Regions from separate parts of the Oryza sativa genome. Here region 1 is linked to region 2. The links are chromatin contacts, called in public HiCAR-type maps. All regions are on one chromosome and are shown on one strand. The core of a region is the stretch at or near the end of the contact, and the rest is flanking DNA. Distances in the headings are between cores, read along the strand shown.

Region 1 (5,989 bases), core at 2,508-5,007, 200 kb before region 2:
AACGATGCCACAGATATCGCAGATAGAGTCCTTGCAGTTTATTCTACCTTTCTGGCCTTCCATCCTCTAAGGTTTACATTTGTGCGTGATATTCTTGCATATTTCTATGGTCATCTTCCATCCAAGTTAATTGTTAGGATCCTCAACGTGCTGGGTGTTAGCACTAAGGTAGACCCTATATACTCTTTGAGTTATTATGGTGCTTCCTCCTGCCCATCTTGGTTAATTCTTTACTAATGTGTGCAATTTATAGACACCTTTCTCAGAATCATTTGCCCAGTATCTAGCGTCATCAAATTCATCTATTTGTCCACCACCGGAATACTTCGCCAACCTTTTGTTTGGCCTTGTTAATAATGTCATACCTCCTTTGAGTTGCAAGTCCAAATCAAACCCATCGGATGCTGCTGGCAGTACAGCACGCACAACTTATAACAAGCCTTATACATCTTCCGCTGGAGGAATCAGTAACTCTGATGGTCAGAGGGCATTTTATCAAAATCAGGATCCTGGATCATATACACAGCTTGTTTTGGAAACAGCAGCCATTGAAATTCTCTCACTTTGTGTGCCAGCTTCTCAAATAGTATCCTCTCTAGTTCAAATAATAGCACATGTACAAGCAATGCTCATACAGTCAAATAGTGGTCATGGAATGTCAGGTGGTTTGGGCCAAAACTCTGGGGTGCCGACTTCTTCAGGTGGGGGAGTTGAACCTGTTGGTGCCAACCGACCAAACACCACAGCAAGTGGAATCAATGCATCTAACTTTGTTTCTAGAAGTGGCTATTCCTGCCAACAATTGTCTGTTCTGATGATTCAAGCTTGTGGTCTGTTGCTGGCACAACTCCCACCAGAATTCCACACACTTCTATATGCAGAAGCAGCCCGGATCATAAAAGATTGTTGGTGGCTTGCTGATAGTTCAAGGCCTGTTAAAGAGCTTGATTCTGCTGTTGGGTATGCACTGTTGGATCCTACTTGGGCTTCTCAAGACAATACATCTACAGCCATAGGTATAAGAACAAAGCTTTGCTGTGTTCTTCACATGTTCGATATTTTGCTTATATAGCTAAACTTTAGCTTATGTATCACAGTTCCCCTTATGTGTATGTTCCACCTTGCTTGCAGGTAACATCGTTGCCCTTCTTCACTCGTTTTTCAGCAATCTTCCACATGAATGGCTTGAATCTACCCATACCGTCATCAAGCATCTTCGGCCAGTCAACTCAGTTGCCATGTTAAGAATTGCTTTCCGCATATTGGGTCCCTTGTTGCCTCGTCTAGCCTTTGCTCGACCTCTGTTCATGAAGGTATTCTTGGTTTGCTTACCACTTCCTGATGGTTAGATTTTTGCATTAATAAATTGGAATTGATTTTGAGTTAACTGCTGGGGACAACTTCGTATGATATTGGCGCTTTGAACTGGATCAATATATGTTTACTTGCAATCAGTAGCTATTACAGGATCGTGCTTTGTCTCTTAACATCTTCAAAATTTTATTTAATTACATCTTTTGGTGGCATAACCTACTAATCGAACACAGAAAAAAAACATTATGTAGTTTTCTGTATTGCTTTGTGTTGTCCTTTTATGCAATTAAGCTAAAAAACGAACTGCAGTTCACTTTTGCTTTATTACTCTATGGTCCATGTACATCCTATTACGAGATTTGTTCATCTTGACCTACACACCACAGTAATTCTATATGAAGAAACTACTGTCTTCCGTTCTCTACTAATTTAGTATATGCTGCTGGGATCTACAGACCTTGGCTTTGCTGTTCAATGTGTTGGGGGATGTATTTGGGAAGAATTCTCAGGCTTCACCTCCTGTGGAGGCATCGGAAATTGCTGACATAATTGACTTCTTGTAAGGCGCACTTCATCTTTTCCGCACTTGTCATCTTCCCTGGCATGCAGTTTGTTTCAGTTCTCCTTCTACACTAATTGTTACTGCATAACTCATTCTGCATTATATTCTCACTGCATCGTTCTCTATATATAGTCTTATAACAGTTATTTTTTTTCTTTGTTGCTAAAATAGGCACCATGCAGTCATGTATGAGGGTCAAGGAGGTCCCGTTCAGAGCACTAGCAAGCCCAAACTAGAGATATTGACGTTATGTGGGAAAGTAATGGAAATTCTGAGGCCAGATGTGCAACATCTTCTATCCCACCTGAAGACTGATCCAAACTCTTCAGTTTACGCAGCTACTCACCCCAAGTTAGTTCAAAACCCATCTTAGTATTACAAGGCCATGGAGGAGAACTGACATATTTCAGTCGGAAAGATGGGAGGTTGTTCGAATGTGTTTCTAGAAGGCGAGATTCTAATTGCCGCTGCTTGTTAAATGAAAATTTGCTTGCTCCTTATGGCCATCACAAATTCATGAATGAAAATTAGCCTGTTAAATGAAAATTACAAGTTCATGAATGTTGTAAAATAGACCAGACCTCATCCCCTAGATCTTGCTGGAGGGATAAAGGTTGATGATTTACAGTAGTTGTAACTAATAGCTTCATTAGGCCGGGATGTAGATTGAGATTGCCCTAGTGGTTAGAGAGAGACATTATTCTCCCGATCCATGTTTTCACTTTGTAGCTAGCGTTGTTGTACATGAATGTAAAATACTTGATTCAGAATTTATAACATAAACACCAAATTCTATCAGGCCAGGCATACGATTATTCGTTACTCCATTCAGGTTGCAGCTCGTCAGAGCTGTATTTATTTGCACGACCGCAGGAATGCGCGGCAATCAGTGGAGTGATGCTATTAGACAAGCAGTTGGTTGATGGTCAGAGTCAGGCCTCGCCATCCATGTACGGTTCTTATCAGAAGATTGAATTCTTGCAAATTTGTTACGGAGAGAACGGACCACTCACATTTCAGATAACGACCATTCCCATAAGTGGGCAGCTGTGAACAATGTACTATCACCGTGAGCTGTGGCTATCATGTTACTTGAATGCACATCTTCGAAAGGGGATGCTCAAAATATCGTTCGTTCAGGTTACTACCTCCGCATTCTTGCACTGCAGACTACTGTAGACAGTACTACATCGAGGTTGGCTTTGTAAACGCCGAAGGTTCATGGTTATATACCATTATAGGGTCAACACAAGCTTATCTTATCAAACATAACAAGGTGGTGGATGTGTTGCATAGTTGTTGGCGAAAATATACGGTAGAAACTGCATATAAACATAGAAACTATTATAGGATAAAAAAAATGGACGTATGAGATTTGTAAAAGTTGAACGTCTATAATTTGTCCACGTCACTATAAGTAATACTTTTACTACTAAATTTAATGAATTAAAAATTTTGCTACAAGTAAAAATTTATATATATATATATATGTGATTTCTCTATATTTATTTCCGTTGGAGTATACTCCGTTTCCGTTGGTGAATAATGGATATCACTAGAGAATGCAAAAATGCTTTGTATTGTACTCGTAGAAGTTGTCCTGTGCTGCTGTGCACAGGGTGAGCGAGCTGTGACACAACTGCTCAAGGACGTGGATCCTCTGCAGACTGCAGTGGTACTGACACTACGCAGACAACGCCCCCGTCGAGAGCTCAGTCCAGATTACACGTGTACGCGTAACAGCATTTTGGAGGCCTGGAGGGCCAGGAGGCTCGCAGCCGATGTCAGTGACGGCCTGACGCCGTCACGCCTACGACTCGCCTCGGCCTTTCCACTTCTGGCCGCATCTATTAATCCCCGAGCAGCGCCGGAACCTCTCCAAATTAAGACTCGGGTGAGCTCATCAGGCTCAGTTCATCCCTCTCGTGAGATACAGATAGCCTCGCAAATCAGGGATCAGCGTGTGATGGGCAGGCAGCCGTGCTGCGAGAAGGTTGGCCTGAAGAAGGGGCCATGGACGGCCGACGAGGACCAGAAGCTGGTCACCTTCCTCCTCTCCAATGGCCACTGCTGCTGGAGGCTCGTCCCCAAGCTCGCAGGTGCATGAGCATGCATGACCATGTGTTTCCATCTGATGCGCGAAAGGGAAAAGGATTCGCGTTAACATGCAGATCGTCCTGCAACTGCAATGGGAGTGACTGTGCCTTCGGGTTTTTGCTATGTTTCACTCGCAGGGCTGCTCAGGTGTGGGAAGAGCTGCCGGCTGAGGTGGACGAACTACCTGCGGCCCGACCTCAAGAGGGGCCTCCTTTCCGAAGAGGAGGAGAAGCTGGTCATTGACCTCCACGAGCAGCTCGGCAACAGGTGACAATGCCTCCAAAATCAGATGCTGCCGCATGCATGCCGCCACTCGATCCAAAATCTCATGGTGTTTTTGTGCGTCGCGTGCGTGCGTACAGATGGTCCAAGATTGCGGCACGGCTCCCCGGGAGGACGGACAACGAGATCAAGAACCACTGGAACACCCACATCAAGAAGAAGCTCAAGAAGATGGGCCTTGATCCCGTCACTCACCGGCCGGTGATGTCACTCGCTCAGCCTGATCCCCTGAAGCAGCAGCAGCAGCAGCATGAACCGTCCGTCTCCGGCGGCACCGGTGCCGACGACAAGGAGGAGGAGGAGGAGGAGACGCCGACGAGCGCCCAGCCACAGGGCGTCGCTTGCGCTGCTTCATCCGCCTCCGCCGTGTCGTCGTCATGCTCCTCGTCCGCCTCGGCCTCCGCCGCGACACCCGGCGCGGACGTGGACTGGCCCGGCCTCTTCGAGGTGGATGCCATTCTTGACATTGACTGGGCTGGCTTATTGTCTGCCTGCGGCGACGATGGCGGCTGCAGCGCCATTGGCGTCGATATGTTGTTCGACCAATGCTCTGACGTTGGCTTTGATCAAGATGTGTGGATGTGATCCTGATCCTGACAGGAGAGTTTACGTCCGTGAGTAGAATTAGATTGGCCGTGAAGTTGAGATTCATATCTTCTTCTTTCACTCTTCTTTGTTTTCCTATATTGAATTCGTCCATGACAAGCATGCATATTTGTTGACAATGAAGAAGAGAAGAAATGGTTTGGTGTGTTTTGTGATAAAAAATGTAGAAAGTGTTCAAGCAGTTGCAGTTCACTTCATTTCGGGGAATCCATCCCTTATGAGCAAACATCAAAATCTTAGTCCATTTTTTTTCTTTTTTGCTCTTGAGAAAGTTCTTTTAAAAGGAGCTTGGTTGAATACATGGATTTGTTCAAATGATGACACACAGCAGAGAGCCTGGAGCCAAGCTCACCAGATTTATCTCCAGTCTGGATAAAGTAGCACTTTAGTGGAGTAGTATTCAGAACATACCATGATCTAAAATTTCTAAACCGTGCGTGGACCAATCAAGGGATAGAAAGGCTACACTACACAAAAGCATCCTCCTGAAAACGCTTTCTTTATTTGGCGAGGTTTAGACGAGAATAAAACTAAGCAACAACACTCAAAGCTAGCGTGTGATTTGACACTCCGAACGATCAACTGATCAAGGCCCCTTGAGGATACCAGGCACATTATACAGTGCCAGACACACTTGTCAGCCATGAAAGTATGAAAACGAAGCTAGCTTGTATCGCACTACCGCCTACGCACGTACATGCGTGATGCGTCGTCGGCGTGGTGTCGACTGCCACTCGGTGCTCGGCCCGGCGGCCGGTAGGTGCCCGGTCGCCGGCGCCGCGCGGCCCAGGTTGACATTTTTGGGTGGCCGCCGCACATACATACGCATACGCCCCTGCCCGACGTGTGATCGGTCGATGTGCCCCGCAGCCGATCCGCCGGGCGGCGACCCGCGAGAGCTACGTGCGTGCAGTGTCCCATCGACCTGACGTCCCCTGCAGTTTGCACCACGATGTCACTGCATGCCGATGGCGGCAGCTGCGCGCCTGCATGCGCCCCCTCCTCCGCGTGACCTCACCATGGCGTAGCGCTTGCGTCACCTTACCCTTTCGTGGTTCCAAACTTGCAATAGGCCAATCAATCGAAAGGGTACCTGATGATAATGTATTAGTACATTACAACGCATAT
Region 2 (6,507 bases), core at 1,903-4,402:
CTCCTGGTTTACAGAATGTGCTCAGTTGGCCTCCTGACAGCATAAACAAAAACCATAGTATCACGTCGAAGTCAACCCAGTGTGCTTGGACGGATTATCAATTCTGAAGGGATGATCAGATCCAAGATGTAGAATTAAGCTGAGCAGGCAGCATCTTGGACATTAATTGCAGCAGAACTGGAATACTGCATCTCGTTTAAAAGTTATTCATAAAAAGAACTTCAGATAGCTGTTAACTGAATATCTTTACATTCTGATTTTTTTTTGACGTAAGTACATTCTGAATTCTAACATATGATATACAGAGTATCTGTTTAGAATCCAATGAGGAGGGCCCCCATCGAGATGTTTGCTGAACTGCTAAGCTCAAAGCACTTTAAGTAAGCACTTCTTATGTTATAGAAAGGACATTACGATTAATTATGATATCTGCAGTGTCTGCTCAGCTCCTGATCACGATCTGGACATTTGGTTCCATTTCTGGAGTTGTTACCACAAGGCAGGTATCATGGCGTACACGTTCCACGTCGTTGAGTTCCCAGTTTTGTGCCTCCAGACGCCAATGGCAATGTCGGTTACTCGGTTGGACTTTGGAGAATTGAAGTTTGGAGTCATGGATCTCCACTCCACATGGTCACCATGCATAAATCACGAGACAGAAAATAGGAGTATTCATTTAAATCAAGTCAACAAGATTAACAGTTTGACATAGTTTCCATTTTTCTTTTAGAAGAACAGGAAGCTTGACCTAATGTCCCTCATAAAATAGGAGTGTCAACGACCCCAGTGTTTGTTTGGAACAATGTGCATCTGCCCTCTCTCTCTCTCTCTGTTTTTTTTTCAAAAGGCAAACAAACTTAAATCGATCAATTGAGTTTAGCAAGTGCAATATCACTTTAGGAAAAAAAAATCAATCTTGCATGCCAGAAATCATATACAAGTACTTTTCAGGACAATTTGGCTTCAGTTTAGGTAAGCTACAAAGACATGATGAAAACAGAATTCGTCAATCCTGCAAGTGGAACTTGAAGACAATGGTCATGTAAATATTCGTGAACTTTGGATGGAGATTTACTAATAGGATTGCTATATGAATAATTGTATCTCTTCCCTTTTTTTTGTTGGTGGGTCTTAAATTTATCTTTTCTTTATTATTTGTTAGATATTACTCAATTCGTCACATTGTAAGTGCAGTTGTGGATCTCCGTATCCAACGTTTGACCGTTTGTTTTATTTGAATTTTTTTAATGATTGGTAGTTTTATTGTAATTAGATGATAAAACATAAAAAGTACTTTATGTGTTACTTATTTTTTTTTAATTTTTTCATACAATTTTTAAATAAGACGGAGAGCCAAATATTGGACACGGAAACCCACAACTACACTTAACACTTAAATGGGACGAAGGTAGTATCATATTTGGCTTTATGTCAGGGACGATGTAACAAGGGGTTGTAGCTTCTATTGAAACAAAGTCTTGTTTCTATCTATCATCTAAAAAAAATCAATCTATTAGCCTTTCTCAATTTACAGAACAGTACAGTTTTCCAGATTTCACATAAATGATCTTCCAGGTATAATGCACCAATTGCATTCCACAAGCAGCACTTTGAAATTTTGGTAGAGCAATTGAACTCATGATCTACTTGAACGAGTATATACTAGTACTATTGATCAACCAGCATGTGGAACAGCAGCTCGCTCCACAGGTCAATCGGCCCCGGCAAGCACCAATGCAGGCAATCCACAACGAAGCTGCCCTCCACGCTGCCGCCCGGCGGGTGCCCGTACCGGCTCGGGTGCCCGTCCGGCCGCAGGTCCATCGCCTCGGTGATGTCCAGCAGCCGCAGCTCGCCGCCGTTCCTCCTCACCGCCGCCTCCGCCTCCCTGACCGCGTCGACCTGCGGCACGAGCAGATCGCATCAACATTTTCTGTTGCTAAATCGGAGAGTTCGATAGGAATCTTGGAAAATGCAAAAGGGTGTGTTGAGGTTCTTGTCACCTGCACGGCGAGGTACTCGGCCTCGACGGCGCCCAGGGCGCGCTCGTCGCGCCGGAACGGGCGGGTGCGGACGCAGTCGCCGCCGGTGTTCCACTCGCCGTTCTCGAAGTGCGCGGGGGTGACCGACCGGAGGATCGCCTTGCCTCGGAATGTCCCCGGCGCCGCGGCGAGCGCGCCGAGCGCCGTGCTGAACGCGGCGCGCACGGCGCGGGGCACGGCGATCTCGGTCGCGTTGGTGACGGGGGCGGCGCCGTTGCGGCCGACGGCGCGCCCGCCCTCGTAGTACACCGACGGGCGGAGGAACCAGTTGGTGTCCGAGAGGACGACGTAGTCGAACTCGGCGACGTGCGCCGCCCACCGGGCGTCCGCCGTGTCGAGGTGGAGGTCCCACAAGCCGAGCGTCGCGTTCGCTAGGTTGGCCTTGACCAGGAAGGGCGACCAGAAGAGCGAAGCCGTGAAGCCATGGCTGTCGTACCGGAAGTCTCGCCGGACCGCCCTCCCCGTCACGTCGATCTCCGGAGCCGCGCCGACGAGCTCCACCGGCTGCGCCACCTGCGACACACTCATAACCAAGCGGCCTCCATTTCATCACCAACAGATCGAGCAGAGAGAAGCCAAGACTGATCTACGCACCTTGGACAAGAGGCACAGCAAAGACTTGAAGTGGTTCCTGGCGAGCGAGTCGCCGACGAACGCCATGGATTTGCCCCTCATGGCCTCCAAGAACCTCGCGGCGTCGAAGCGGGGGAGCTCGCACCCGTCCGGCTTCCACCTCCAGCTCACGTACTCGAGGCTCGGCTTGCCGAACTTCATGCAGTTCTGGTGGTCGTCGATGAACGGGCACGTCAGGTTCGTGTAGTACGGCGCCTCGCCGTCCGGCACCCACTCGCCCCGCGTAAGGTTGCACTTACTCACGGTGGCCGGAGACGGCGACGACGACGACGACGACGATGACGAGGCGGCGTCAATGTTCGGGTAGCGATCAGCGAAGGTGAAGTCATAGAGCGAGATGAGCCCGACCACTAGGAGGAGAGCGATCGGCGCAGCGATGGCAGCCGATCGCTTGGGAAGAGGCAGGTTGTTCTTCTGCGATTTCATGATGAAATCAGAGCGAGGAGATGTGCTCTTGGGAGAGGAGAAATGGAGGGTGCAGAGTAGTATGGTTTACTCTTCGCTTTAGCTTGTTGGTGGCGTCGTGGCGGTGGAGGTCAAAATCTGCATTGCACGACTAACGGAGACATTATAGTAATCCGTAAGAGCAAGGTTAATAGTGTAGGCCGTTGACAGCTCCAATTACCTCCATATCATTTTATAGTTAGTACTAAAATCAACTAGTACAATTAATAGGCTACTATGTTAACTGCACGTTATCATTTAAACAATTAATTATTCATGCACATATTAATCATATAGGATTAAGAGTGAACACTATCCCTGTGACCATTTGAACAAGCCATCAGACACCAGAAAGACCGTGTGGAGTGGGGAGCGGAAGGGAAAACGCACACAGGATCAGGTAGGGTTGGTGCGGGCCCACAAAAGCTATTTCCTATCGCCCGTGCTGGCTGCTTGCGAGTGATATGCGCGTGAGAAACCGTGCTACCGCCGGCGACAGATTAGTCGCTCGCTTTATTCTCTCTCTCCTTGATTCTCTTCCTTCCACGTAATATTTTGCTGATGTGTAGTTTTTTTTAAGAGCCTGCTGAGTCATTCTACTGTACCTACTCTAATTACTGATTAGTTTGGTAACAGAAGCCCTACCGCTGCAAACTGCCGGATGATTGGCAGGTTGCAGAGATGTTTAGGACCTCAAAACTGTTCACGCTACCGTGTTCGATTCAGAATCTGATGTCGCTTTCAGAATCATACCATCATATTTTTCTTTTGTGCACAACTTGATTCAAGTCAAATTCAGTTTCCTGGACAACGTGCAAACCTGTGTCCCGACAATCCGAGTTAGTACATTCCTACGCATGATCGCTGTGGAAACCAGGGCACCCTGCAGGCTGCAGCCTGCAGGGAGTAGTTTGAGACAAAAGCAATCGAATTTTCAGTGGTCAGAGATAAAAACACAATAGGAAGGTTGGTGAATAGGATCTGCTTCGTAGCTTCCTTGGTTTCCACGTTCGCAGAATGCAGAGCACTAGTAAAAACTGGAGTTTGTTTGCTCCGAAATTTAACTTTGTGCTTGATGGTAGCCAGACATGCCAAGATTTTTTTCCCCCCAACCAAACTCTGTTTTTACTATCCGATTAAGTTTCTGATTATATTCGATCTGAATAATCTACCAAACACGATCAGAAAGACATGATCATTTCATTTGCAGAACAAAATTCACACAACCTCTGATCTAGAGACAAGGAAAGGAATAGATAGCAGAAACACAGGGCGCAGTGCCAAATTCAGTAAACTGGGTCCCAAAAGTCTGGTTTACATTCCTACGCATCATCGCCGTGGAAACTGGAAAACAAGGGGGCCCTGCACTCTGCAGGAGCTCAATCGTTTCAGAATTCAGACCATAGTAACCAACAAAATAAATGGGATTTCCAGCGATCAAAGATAAACAAAATAGAGTCAGTGAATTGGATCTCCTCCGTAGCTTCCTCGAGAGTTTCCACAGCTTGCAGAATGGAGGGCACTTGTCAAAGCTAAACCTTGGTTGTTCCAAAGTTCAGCTTGATGTCTGGGCTCTTTCTCTGCTTGAAATATCCGGTTACATTTGCAGATCATATTCAATCAGGATGAAGAATGAACTCACCAGACATGATCGTTCCATTTGCAGAACAAAATCTACACAGCTTCTGATCTACAGACAAGGAAAGGAACAGGCAGCAGAATCACTAGGTGATCACTGATCAGTAGTGCCGGCTGTTTTTCCGCATGGCGCAGCAGGCGAGGGAGTAGGCGAACATGCATATGAGGATCGCGAGCGGTACGTGACACACTGATAGTTTTTTTTTATAAGTGATGCTTGTATTGCTACTGATAAATGAATGAGTGAGTTCAGCATATTCAGAAATGGATGCAAATGCATGTAAATTCCTTAGGTAAAACCTCGTAAATTAACAAACTCATTTTGCAACATACAATCTTCCATAATGAAAAGAAGGTATATTTATTTTCCTTTTTTTTAGAAAAGAGCAAAGGGCCATTGATTAGTTGATTTTGAAAAGGAGAAAAAGAAAGAGAAATTTAAGAGCATTTTAACTATTTTGTCAAAACTATCAATTTGCGCAACTTTAACTAAACATTTCAGATAACTACAACAACAGTATATGCTTTTATCATAAAGCTGCAACTTCCACCTGTTATGCTGAGATGAATACTCATCTTGTTGCATGTTGGGCCTACTTGTTATACACATACAAGGGTTTAAGTAGTAATTCTCTAATAAAATCATTTGTTATTATTGCAGTTTTATAAAAAAAAACACCTATAGTCTCATGAACGGTAGGTTTATTAATAACTATAGTCTCATGAAATTAAATACCGACTTTTGAACAGTCTGAAATTCTGAACTGCACGACCAATATTTATCAACAGAAATATATGAACTCCTGGACAAGCTCATGCAGGTATATCAATTTCAAGAATCACCTATGAAAACACCAGTATCACAAAGGAACATTTTCACAGATGATATTAATGGTCTGCTGCTGCGAGGAGGGGAGGTTTTTACCTGCGGCGGCCGGCCTCGCGGCCCGTCCATCTTGCTCTCGCAAGTCGTACCGGCGGCGGCGTTTGATCTCCTGAGCGCGCCGGCCGTCATCACCTCCTGCCGGAACCGCCGGAAGATGGACTCCTCCCAGTCGTTGTCCTCCACTAAAAGATCCGCACTTGCAACCCTTCGCCGCAACCACCGCCATCGGCACTCGCTGGGCCACGGACGGCAGCGAGCTCCTCCCGGAGAAGCTGGAGCAGCGTGCTCAGAAGGGAAGTAGTGGCCGGAGCAGCCACGGACTGTCCATGGCCTACAATAGGTTTAGCGCTCTCTCCCCTTCAGGGAATGGAAGTTTTTGAGGGAATAATTAACTATTTGTAACTCTTACGAGTAGTGATAAAAGATTTGCCACTGAACCTACATGTCATAAACATATCAGGGCCCAATGGCCCATATATAATAGACAGCGAGTGACAAATCATTAATTACCACATTTTAAAAGTGATAAATAGTTAAATGTCCTAGGCCTGTCTGAAAAGAGATTCAGAATAACACGCTCCTCTAAACAATTCAGTTTTTCATTCATATTATGAGAAGGTATATTTGTATAATCTAGGAAATCAACTAGATGTCATTCTCACTAGCTGCTTCTCACAACCTAGACCAAAGCACTGTAAACCAAATATAAATTATTACATTTCATAGTTGAATGATGCCTTGCGCGTTTGCAAGCTAACTTGAGATCCACCGACAGTCATGTTCTTTTGTAAACCGCTCCAGTCACACTTGTGCCACTGTTAACCCTGAAATGAAAGAAATACAGCCAGCATGTGTTAACTTACA

The links. HiCAR-type assays count read pairs that join an accessible place to other places.
Region 1: a HiCAR-type map of leaf shows a contact between it and region 2, with 2.5 times the contacts expected there. The contact joins the promoter of LOC4330632 here to the promoter of LOC4330606 in region 2. A contact is called at or near these places in 3 of 15 Hi-C or Micro-C datasets (leaf and an unstated tissue) and 1 of 4 datasets of contacts at active chromatin or transcription factors (leaf).

What each region holds. Positions count from the first base shown.
Region 1 is chr2:31,033,751-31,039,739 of ASM3414082v1, reverse strand. It overlaps LOC4330632 (MYB-like transcription factor ODO1), which reads left to right and starts at 3,757. Exons shown (of 3, transcript XM_015769385.3): 1 at 3,757-3,975; 2 at 4,111-4,240; 3 at 4,336-5,114. The coding sequence starts at 3,843. The coding sequence ends at 4,840. LOC4330633 (mediator of RNA polymerase II transcription subunit 23) reads left to right here. Exons shown (of 20, transcript XM_015769629.3): 16 at 1-168; 17 at 254-1,016; 18 at 1,132-1,313; 19 at 1,770-1,873; 20 at 2,048-2,674. The coding sequence ends at 2,249.
Region 2 is chr2:30,833,815-30,840,321 of ASM3414082v1, reverse strand. LOC4330606 (protein trichome birefringence-like 19) reads right to left here and starts at 3,152. Exons shown (of 3, transcript XM_015768416.3): 1 at 2,637-3,152; 2 at 2,004-2,555; 3 at 1,499-1,902. The coding sequence starts at 3,101. The coding sequence ends at 1,669. LOC4330605 (mediator of RNA polymerase II transcription subunit 11) reads right to left here. Exons shown (of 5, transcript XM_015768417.3): 5 at 6,227-6,467.